2 separate regions of the Nomascus leucogenys genome follow, and region 1 is linked to region 2. Evidence: chromatin contacts called from public Hi-C data. All regions are on one chromosome and are shown on one strand. The core of a region is the stretch at or near the end of the contact, and the rest is flanking DNA. Distances in the headings are between cores, read along the strand shown. Region 1 has its middle 15 kb from the start of DNM1L. Region 2 has its middle 47 kb from the start of FGD4.

Evidence for each region. A called contact is a pair of places that touch in the nucleus more often than the background predicts.
Region 1: a contact with region 2 is called in a Hi-C map of a lymphoblastoid cell line, with 4 times the contacts expected there. The contact joins two enhancer-like sites. A contact is called at or near these places in 2 of 4 Hi-C or Micro-C datasets (a lymphoblastoid cell line and an unstated tissue).

What each region holds. Positions count from the first base shown.
Region 1 is chr23:1,563,568-1,569,513 of Asia_NLE_v1, reverse strand. No RefSeq gene overlaps it. Among named protein-coding and RNA genes, the nearest start is that of DNM1L, 15 kb to the left of the region's middle. Within about 2 kb of position 1,408, the one cell type or tissue checked has an H3K27ac peak away from gene starts, as active enhancers do. A contact at or near this core is called in a lymphoblastoid cell line, where this site is marked.
Region 2 is chr23:1,357,414-1,363,162 of Asia_NLE_v1, reverse strand. No RefSeq gene overlaps it. Among named protein-coding and RNA genes, the nearest start is that of FGD4, 47 kb to the left of the region's middle. Within about 2 kb of position 3,017, the one cell type or tissue checked has an H3K27ac peak away from gene starts, as active enhancers do. A contact at or near this core is called in a lymphoblastoid cell line, where this site is marked.

The DNA.
Region 1 (5,946 bases), core at 159-2,658, 210 kb before region 2:
GCCAATTGAGTAGCTGGGACTACAGGTGTGCGCCACCATGCTCAGCTAATTTTTTTTTTTTTGGTAGAGATAGGGCTTCACCATGTTGCCCAGGCTGGTCTTGAACTCCTGGCCTCATGTGATCCACCCACCTTGGCCTCCTAAAGTGCTGGGATTATAGGCATTAGCCACCACATCTGGCCCAGTATTTATTTTTCTATGAATTGCCTGTTTATATTCTTCACCCACTTTTTTCCATTACAATGATATTTCAAAACACTCATTTGTATGCGTTTCTTATATGTATTGTGGCAAATATGCTTTGTTGTATATGTTGCAAATATTTTCTCTCAGTATCCCTTTTGTCCTTTAATTTTGATAATATTATTCCTAGCTGTATGGAAGTGAAGTTATAGGACCAAATCTGGTACATAATAAAGGGCATGTGCGTTGGGGGTTAGAAATCAGTCTCCAAGAGTGAACATTGGACCAGGGCAGACACAAACCCTACAAATGCCTTCTCAGAGCCTAAGTGCAATGCTTAGAAGACCTTATCTGAAATCAGCCAGCCTATTTGCCTGAATAAAAACTTTGAATCTTAGGAGATTTTAATATGTTTATTAGTGAGACAGAAGAATAGGGTCTGGAGGCAGGGGACCTAAGGCCAATTCACGCTGACTTCCTAGAACTAAATCAAAAGGAAACCGCCAACTTTCCACACCTAAGTAACAAAAGGACCAGAGGCTGCTCCCTTTGCAACCTCTCTCCCCCTTTTTTCTGCTCTCCCTTTACAACTGCCCTCCCCCTTTTTTCTGCGTGGCAGATGGAAAATTGAAAGTATGGTTTCAATTGAAAGTATGGTTTTAAATTGGTTGCTTTCTGCAACCAATCAGAAGTTTGCATAGGAGTGTAACTTTGTAACTTCACTTCAGCCTCTGATTGGTTTTGGAAAGCAACCAATCAGACTTATTGCAGGCCACTACTTCATTTATTTTATTTTTATTTTTTGGAGACGGAGTCTCGCTCTGTCACCCAGGCTGGAGGGCAGTGGCGTGATTTCAGCTCACAGCAACCTCTGCCTCCTGAGTTGAAGCAGCTCTTCTGCCTCAGGTCCCCCCTCCCGCCTCCCCGCCCGCCCCCCCCGTCCTCCCTGTCCCCCCTCGCCCCGTCCCGGAGTAGCTGAGACCACAAGCACACGCTGCCACGCCTGGCTGATTTTTTTTTTTAATTTTAGTAGAGACGGGGTTTCACTGTGTTTCCCAGGCTGGTCTCCTGAGCTCAGGCAATCTGCCTGCCTCGGCCTCCCAAAGTGCTAGGATTACAGGTGTGAGCCAGCGCGCCCAGCCCACCACTTCATTTACATGGGGTGTATACAAAGTAACCAATGGGAAACCTCTAGGAAGTATTTAAAAGCCAGAAAATTCTGTAAGGGGGCTCTTGAGCCCCTATGCTCTGGCGACTCCCACTCTGTGGAGTGTACTTTCATTTTCAATAAATCTCTGCTTTTGTTGCTTCATTCTTTCATTCCTTTGTGTGTTTTGTCTAATTCTTATTCAAGACGCCAAAAACCTGGACACCCTTCATCGGTAACATTAGTACTTGTGCTGAACCCTCTGGCTACCTTATTTATGCACATGGGATCCACTCATGCCCAGGAGCTTTGGCTGAGACATCAAGACCTCCTGATGAACAGGAATTAAGAGAAGACTTGGTCTGCAGCATCAATCTTAAGCAAGCACTTGAAGGAAATGTAGAAAAATTTAGAAAAATCTAAGTGACTATGTATATTTATACATACAATCAATTACACACACACACACACACACACACACACAATGTAGGCTTTCCAAAGGCAAACAGAGTCAGGGGAACCATGAATGAGAAAATAAGAACACTAGGAATTGCATGGTATTAGAGCCTAAAGGAACATTAGTAATTTTCATCATCTTAAATTTTAGTCCAACTGTAGTATTTTACAAATGAGGAAACCAGGGCTCAGAGAGGTTAAATGTTGGACTCAACTTCTCAGCTCCAGTTACTAGCAGAGAGAGAACCAGAACTCAGTTCTATTCATGCTCAATTTGACAAAACCTCCCTGATTTAGGAGTTCCTTGCATCTCTGGATGAAAAAAAAAAAAAAAAGGTCCGGGCACAGTGGCTCACACCTATAATCCCAGCCCTTTGGGAGGCCAAGACAGGTGGATTACCTGAGTTCAGGAGTACAAGACCAGCCTGGCCAAAATGGTGAAACCCCATCTCTACTAAAAATAGAATACAAAAATTAGCTGGGTGTAGTGGTGGGCGCCTGTAATCCCAGCTACTTGGGAGTCTGAGGCAGGGGAATTGCTTGAACCCAGGAGATGGAGGTTGCAGTGAACAGAGATCGTGCCATTGCACTCCAGCCTGGGCAACAAGAGTGAAACTCCATCTCAAAACAACAACAACAAAACAACAACAAAACAACAACAACAACAACAACAAAAACCACTGGGCTCAGTGGCTCACACCTGTAATCTCAGCACTTATGGGCAGATCACTTGAGGCCAGGAATTCGAGACTAGCCTAGCCAACATGGCAAAACCCCATCTCTACCAAAAATCCAAAAATTAGCCGGGTGCAATGGCGCACACCTGTAGTCCCAGCTATGCGGGAGGCTGAGGCATGAGAATGACTTGAACCCAGGAGGCGGGGGTTGCAGTGAGCAGAGATCGCGCCACTGCACTCCAGCGTGGGCGACAGCAAAACTCCGTCTCAAAAAAAAAAAAAAAACAAAACCCAACAAAACAAAAAACAAAACCAACTCATACATTTTAAAATGTGGCTTTTAACAGAATTTGTTTAAATTTGGTAAGTTACTAATTAGGCTTTCAAAATTATTTTCTGCCATGTCTGAGACCCAGCTCCACTCTTTGGTAGGTCATCCCAAGCTCTGACATCGACCCAAAGACCCTAGAAGCATCTTTGAGTTTCACCCACAGATTCCGACTTCCCCAGGCCTCCCCTTACTCAGATTATCAGCTCCCAGGATTAGCAATTCAGAGCTGCCTGAGGCATACACCTCTGGCTAAACTATTCAGGTTCTCTAAAAGCCACTTTCCTACCCTCCCTCCCACCCAGCTTGCCAACTGTGTTTTGTAGATTTCACATTTCACTTTCCACGTCTCATTATAAAACATTGGCATGTTGACAATGCAGTTACCTTTAGATGACCTTTAGAACACACCCAAACGAGAATGTGTCATCAAGCTGGAAGCTTCTCTGCAGCCTGTTTGTAGACTTTTTTCACTTCAAAGAAACGGTGGAAAGGAATTTAAAAATTAAAATGTATCATACAGGGCCGGGCGCGGTGGCTCACGCCTGTAATCCCAGCACTTTGGGAGGCCAAGGTGGGTGGATCACCTGAGGTCAGGAGCTCGAGACCAGCCTGACCAACGTGGCGAAACCTGGTCTCTACTAAAAATACAAAATTAGCCAGGCGTGGTGGTGCACGCCTATAATCCCAGCTCCTCGGGAGACTGAGGCAGGAGAAACGCTTGAACCAGGGAGGCAGAGGTTGCAGTGAGCCGAGATCACACCGCTGCACTCCAGCCCGGGCAATAGAGACTCTGCCTCAAAAACAAACAAGCAAACAAAATGAATCGTAGAAAGGTAAATTATAAAATGAAGGGGAGACGAACGTCACCTGGCTGGGCACAGTGGCTTACACCTGTAATCTCAGCACTTTGGGAGGTGGAGGTGGGAAGATTGCTTGAGCCCAGGAGTTAAAGACCAGTCTGGGAAACATAATGGTGCCCCATCTGTATAAATAATTTAAAAATTAACTGGGCATGGTGGTACATGCCTATAATCCCAGCTACTCAAGAGGCTGAGGTGGGAGAATCACCTGAGCCCAGGAGGCTGAGGCTGCAGTGAGCTGTGATTACGCCCCTGCACTCGAGCTTGGGCAACAGAGCGAAATCCTGTTTCAAAAAAAAAAAAAAAAATATATATATATATATATATAAACTATAAAAGTCACCTAAACTCTTCTGACACCTCATCAAATCTTTTTCCCTAGAGGTAACTACCATTAACTTAGGTATGGCCGGGCACGGTGACTCGCGCCTGTAATCCCAGGCCGAGGTGGGCAGATCACGAGGTCAAGAGGTCAAGACCACCCTGGACAACATGGTGAAACCCTATCTCTACTAAAAACACAAAAATTAGCTGGGCATGGTGATGCACGCCTGTAGTCCCAGCTACTTGGGAGGCCGAGGCAAGAGAATCACCTGAACCCGGGAGGTGGAGGTTGCAGTGAGCTGAGATAGCGCCACTGCACTCCAGCCTGGTGACACAGCAAGACTCCGTCTCACAATAAAATAAAATAAAATAAAATAAAATAAAATAAAATAAAATAATAAAATTAAATAAAATAAAAGGCTTGACAGAGTGCCAACATAATGAAATGTGCCCAATAATAGTAGCTGTTACTATCCAGTGTGGGCCTTGAAGCTAAGGTACATCTGGGCTTAAAATCTGCCTCTGCCACCCCTTACTTAATATGTCCCTGAGGAATTCTAAGTTTCTGAGCCTAAATTTCCTCATCCTACCTTACTGGATTGCGAGGAGTAAACAGATGCTTAGCATAGTTCCCAAAACATGGTAGATACAAGCACTGGGCACCTCGTTTGGGTCTCTGAATGGGGCACGCATCAGCTACTTCCCTCTTTCCTTCCCAACTCGCCACTGCACAGATGAGGTGTGTTTAAGCTCCAGTATAGGAGTATTGAAGAGAGGTTTTAAAGTCAGAACACTTGTGTCCTTTTTTCACTGTTAAATCTTTTAAAGTCTTTTCTACAGGGTCAGCCTTACCCAACAGCTCACAAGGAATATGAGATGTAATGAAATAGTGATAAAATATATTCAGATTTGAATGTTAATCACTCAATTATTTAAACAAAACAAAACCAAAACACCCCACAGGGGACTACTTTCTTTAAGGCACACATTTTCTTAGTTTCTTTAGTTATCAAATAGCAACTAACATCAGCTCTATTTCCCTGTTGTATTTACAAGTTCAGTAAGAACACTAATCATAATGACATGTTGTGAGGATGGAGAGTGGTTATTGGAGGCTCTTTTTTTTTTTTTTTTTTTGAGACGGAATCTCGCTCTGTCACCCAGGCTAGAGTGCAGTGGTTCCATCTTGGCTCACTGCAACCTCCGTCTCCCAGGTTCAAGTGATTCTCCTTCCTCAGCCTCCTGAGTAGCTGGGATTACAGGCATGTGCCACCACGCCCGGCTAAGTTTTGTATTTTTAGTAGAGACGGGGTTTCACCATGTTGGTCAGGCTGGTCTCGAACTCCTGACTTCATGATCCGCCCACCTCAGCCTCCCAAAGTGCTGGGATTACAGGCGTGAGCCACCGCACCTGGCCTGGAGGCTCTTAATCATGGCCCAAGGGAATGGCAAAGCTGAGGAAATACCTTAAGGAGTTGTTAGACAGCGAAGGGAGAAGGAGCAGCATGATGGCATCAGGAGCTGGTCCCTCCTGATGCTAACAGGAAAGGCTCCGTTTGCTCAGTGCATTGACCAGACTCAGAGCAAACTGACTCTGCACAATTGCAATTCATGTGGCAGGCGCGGCTTGCCCAGTGGCCGAGGTCACTCCTACAGCAGCCCAGGCATCAGGCCCTGGTGTTAGCTATTTATAGTTACACCGTCTACGTGGTGTCCCAGGAGCATTTCCTAGATGAGCTGGAAGCTGAGGCCCAAGCTGTCTGAAGCCAAGCTCTGGCAAGGGCGTCAGGACCTCAATCTGGATGGGCATTGCACGTCTCTGACCTGCTGCAGCCCCTTCATATGGTGGATGATGCCCCACAACCCTGTAGAAATAGAAGCCTGCTCGTAACATCACTGGCCTTCTTACCAACCTTGGGCCATGACAGAGCCCAGGAAGCCAGGAACTCACACATTTGGCCACTATCA
Region 2 (5,749 bases), core at 1,768-4,267:
GGAAAACTTTAGGCAAATCCTTTAAACTCTATGAGCCTGTTTCCTCTTTGGTAAAAATGAGGATTGTATCCCTACAGAATGGGTGAATGCTTCCTAAACAAAAACCCCCTCCAAATTCAGTTGTACCTGTGGAGTACTGCTGTTAAATCTAGAACAATGAATGTAAAGTTATAAGTCACAGAATACAACCTGGACCCTATCATTAATTTGTTAAGTAACCTTAAGAAAGTCAGTCTCTCTGGGTCTAACTGGTAAAAGAGATTACCGGACCAAATCACTAGTTCCAATAATTGTTATGGGCGATGGAGCACTTGAAATTAACAAACGATGCTCTTTGCATAACACGTTTCAGTGGGATAAAATAAAATATTGATTTACCAGCTAAGTTCAATTCTATCACACTCAGGGGATATCTTATGAAGGGAAAATTCAACCATATTATATATACAAAAAATCAGGCCAGGCACGTTGGCTCAGGCCTGTAATCTCAGCAATCTGGGAGGCCAAGGCAGGAGGATCACTTCAGCCCAGTTCAAAAGCAGCCTGGACAACATGGCAAAATCCTGTCTCTACAAAAAAACACAAAAATGAGCATGGTGGCGTACACCTGTGGTCCCAACTACTCAGGAGGCTGAGGTGAGAAGATCACCTGAGCCCAGAGAGGTCAAGATTGCAGTGAGCAATGATCAAAGTACTGAACTTCAGTCTAGGCAACAGAATGAGACCCTGTCTCAAATGGGGGAAAAAAAAAGAAAAACAAAGAAAAAATCACAGCTACCAGCACACAAGGCTACAAAAAAATTTGGCTGTTTGAGTTTTCCCTCTTAATCTGTATTCATTTGTACCTGTTACTCCACTTTAAATTCAGGTTCGTACTCCCAAGCAGAGAAATGGTAGAAAATAATGAAAAATTTTTAAAAAAAGGTGAAAAATCATAAATGAGGAAATTATATTATCTAATTAAAAGAAAACAATCCTGTCATTAATTATTAATTATTTAATTATTTAATTTCAGTAGCAGAACTCCACACCCAAGCTCCTTAGAGCAGAGCTAGAAGATCAAGGCACCAGATACTCTCCAAGGTCCCTTTCGGCCCTAGGGACTCTGTTTCTGGTTTCCACTGCAATTTGCATTCTATTTTTATATGTTACATACTGTTCCAGGCACAAATAACCATGTAATATTTTTAATAGTACCTGATAAACTGATCGTTTTAGTAAGAGTCCAGTAAACATTTATTTACATATTTACACATAAAACACATACCCACAAAAAGCAATCCTTGTATTGAGTCTACTGAAGACATCTCAGAAGCTCAATAAACACTGTTAACAGTACATATTATTCCATACTAATTTAATAAACCAAGCACAAACTGTCTTTTCTTGCAAAAGACCCTAGCAATTAGACATTAAAATTTTCCTTGCCCACTGCAGTGTATTTGTGACATATACTTGTGGCATGCATAAGATAGGCTAGTTCCAAAATAAACACAGTGGTAATTAGTAAGAAAAATCTAGTTACTACAGTTCCTCGTCTTAAGATCATGACATCTTTAGGCATTATTATTTCAAGTCCTGAACTAAGTTAATGGACAAAAACAAGCGAAGGCACGCTTTGGCTAAAATATAAAATGTCTCACATATGTACCTCTGATTTCTAGTTAAAAAAAAATTGTAAACAATGTTAAAATGGAATACTTAAAACTTTACTGTTTTTCTTGGTAGAAATTATATATTTGCTTATAAGAAACTTTCTAATGACATAATGTAGAAATAAATAAAAAATTGAGAATGGAAGCCTTATTCTGCTTTTTAAAATCTAGAGGTTTTCAAATAATTCAATCCCTTCATCAAGTCCACTCCTGCTCATTACAGAGCTTAGAACAGGATACACCAGTTCCCGTTCTCCCATTTTCATTTTGTCCCAAATATCATCCTGTCAACGCAGAAACAATGCACATTCAAATAAGCATTTACAGAAAAAGGAAAAGAAGCCCAGCTCATTAGCTGATTGAAGACTTTTATGTCTCAAATACAAAAGGGGAGATGGAAGTCTCAGACCACTCAAACAAGAAAACGGCAGGTTATTTGTTCCTTTAAAAAGGACTGCATCTTTTTGTGGAAGAGGATCTACTGGAATTATTTAGAAATATACAGCAGCTCTAATTTTTCTAAACATTTATCAATTCTTTCAGTATAGCTTTTGACTACTTTGGTCAAATATTTCTAGATTAAGTACATTCTAGGGCATGAGGGCATGACCTGAACTTTATAACATTTTGATCAAAACAGACCCAAAATTAAATTAATGATAATATTTGGCAGCATCAATCTCATTAATAAGATTACGGATAAATCCTCCCACGAGTTACTTTGCCTTCTGAACCTATCTTTGAGTTTTGAGCAGAATAAATTCTCCCAAAGCTGGCAATTCCAACGACCAAGGGGCAGTATCCTTTTACTACAGTAGTCTCATGTGAGCCACTAAATAGAAATTACTCAGGTGCTATGAAAACAGAAAGAAGTAAAGAAAAATAGGTTGACTAAAGGACAACTGTTCATCCACTGTCCCCTTACAATACATGCCTACTCTCTGTTCCCCCGAAGCCACAAATTATGGCAATAGTCACATGGGTACACTCTAATCACACAGCAAAAGTATACACTATTACAGTGAAAAAATGGGCACAATGTATCTCCTGAATTTCAAGCAATTTTAGATAGCTTTTAGTAATAACTATAGGAGAGCTATGATATTTGCTAAGATTTTATTGAAGTTATCTTTAAATAAACACTTGACATATTATTTTAGCAAAAACATCAGCTAGAAAAAGATATCCTCAGCTGTTAATGACAGTAATGCTTGCAGGGTTTTACACAACAGCTGAGAAGGCTGGATGGAGACTAGTGGTCTGCAAACTGAAAGTGCACTCGTCCACTGAAATGATCACTTTTTCTATTGTTATGCTACTACTACAGCAATCACAATAATTCCTTTTGCTTTTTAAGTATTCACAAAGAAAACAACAGGAGCACAATCTAGGACTCTGTGAGTATCCGCTATTATTTAATTCATTTATACCATAACTTTATGATTCAGAAGGCAAATATTTTCATACACGAAAGTTCTTAAAATGACAGAGGACTAAGTTTCCTGATCCAGGATACAGAAATCTTAGACTAGATCATGCTGCCTCCTAGAGGCCAAAGGTACATAAAAACACCTCTATTTCACAAAAAGTCTAATTTTAACAAAAATCACATACCCTCAAATTTGAGTCTTCATAAAAGCTGCACAGAACATGTCCTGCTTATCAAGGGACTCTATTTTCTAGTTTTTGGGTAAATGCCTTTGTACATTAAAATACTGAACTGATTAGGGAACGTCTACTGCAAATGATCCAACCTTGAAGAGATAAAAGAAATGGCACAGATATTCTGCTATCACAGAAATGGAATATTAATAAATGTAAATATTTCAAAATCTATACTATATGTTTAAATACAATTATCCTGATATTTTAAAATAAACTATCTAAAAGGAATATACTACTATACTTCATGATACAGCCATGTCTAAAAAGGCTCTAAATATAAATAAAAAATTTTATGTATGAGTATAATCTCCTACTGAACAAAATGCATAAAGGTGTTTCAATAGAGCAAACATACTGACAATGAATACACATGCAATCAACTGTTGCTGCTAAATCCTCATTCACAATATTATTGTCAAAGAAATCTGCAGAAAATACTGAGATGAATAAACTTAATTCAAGGAAGTACAAGAACAATGCAATCTTCCCCGTTTCTTCTTGGCTGCCTGCTGCTTCATTGTGTTTGTAAAATAAAAGATCTGGCAAGTTGCAAGTCTCAATGCATTCACATGGGCAATTCCATAGCAGAGTTACCTTGGGAATAAACACGCTCTCTGGCACAAAGAACCATTCTAAGTAGGTCAAAGCTCCCCCAAACTGTATTTAGATCACCAGATGTTTCAAAAAACGCTTTAAAATTCTGTCACTTCACCCAGAAAGGAAGAAAAATTTAAAAATCACAGGATACACTGTCAGAACAAGAACACTGAGGATGAAAAAAGGCAACTTAAAAGAAAATGTTCTGAGACTCTAAATTATACTGTGGTCAATTTAAGATACCAGCAAAATATTTGGTCAAAAGCATGCTTTATGATCCTGTTGAATTTAATTTTTAAAAGTAAAACAAAACTACTACAGTCAAAGACAAATAGGAATCAAAACTTACTTCAAAATCATTTGGTATGAAGGAATCAGCAGCTGGGACCTATCACATTGACAGTATTTTAAAGCATTAGTGATTTTTCAAAAATAAAAGCTTAGAAAAGACTAGTGATTGGCCCTAACCTATGCGCCTATGAAATTAAGACCAACAACAACAACAAAAAGTTTTTAACCAGTAACATGGTTTACAAAATTCTCTTTGCTATAAAATCCTCAACTATAGGAAAACATCTTAAGTGACGGAAGAAAGATCACTTCTCTTAAGGAAGAGAGGATGCTGCTCATTTCCACTCTGCTTTTGGGCAACTGAGATTTTGCATTTCAAAGAATGAAAGGCTAATCCCTTAATGAAGGTACTAGAAAAAGCAAAAAACCCTGCATGTGGCACAAATGCTCATTCCTTCAAGTCACTTCCATATCACTCATCCAGTGTGAATGTTAGAAAAAAGAACGTTGCTCTGCTCCTGGAACACAGAGAACTTGTCTCTCATGTCTTGTTATCAATGTGCCGATTTCTCCTCAATGCTGTCAGGAATTTAATAACTGGCTACCAGGTTAGGAAATAAACCTTTTTTTTTTTTATCATTTCATGTTTTATCTTCAGTTGGGGCTTTTTATTAACAGCTAAACACTCACAGAAATCGAGTCCACAATACTTCCCTGGTGGCAAGAGTCCACTTACAAAGAAAACCGTGGAATTATTCTTCATGAGAAGGAAATAAATAATGCCACCTAAAATATTTTTAGATGCAAATCAGACTCCTAATATAAAGATAGTTTTGATCCATTCATTCAACAAATATTTAATGAACTCTATACATCAGTTGTTCAGCTAGGTACCGGGAGTGGATTAGTAAATACAACAGGTGTGAGCCTTCCCTCCTCAATCTAAAGAATGAGATAAATGAAAATCTAAAAAATAAAGTATGATAATAATTATAGAAAAAAGCTTTTGAAGGCCTGAAACAATGAGCCCAAGTTAGGCTTCTTCTAAGCAAGTTAGGCAAGTTAATTATCTGTCTGAACACCATTTTGCTTCTCTGTAGGATGAGCACACAATTTATCAGCCAATCTGGAGTACTTATCCAGGACTAATGATAAATTAAGAGATCCTAGGCTGGGTGCAGTGGCTCACACCTGTAATCCCAGCACTTTGGGATGCCGAGGCGGGTGGATCACTTGAGGCCAGGAGTTCGACACCAGTCTGGCCAACACGGCAAAACCCCAACTCTACTAAAAATACAAAAATTAGCCAGCAATGGTGGTGCATACCTGTGATCCCAGCTACTTGGGAGGCTGAGACACAAGAATTGCTTAAACCCGGGAGGTGGAGTTTGCAGTGAGCCAAGATTGTGCCACTCTGCTCCAGCCTGGGCAACAGAGTGAGGCTCTACATTTAGTAAATAAATAAATAAATATACACGTTTTATAAATCTTTATAACATAAAATTATTTGGATGTGTTAATAATTATCAAAGCTGGATGAT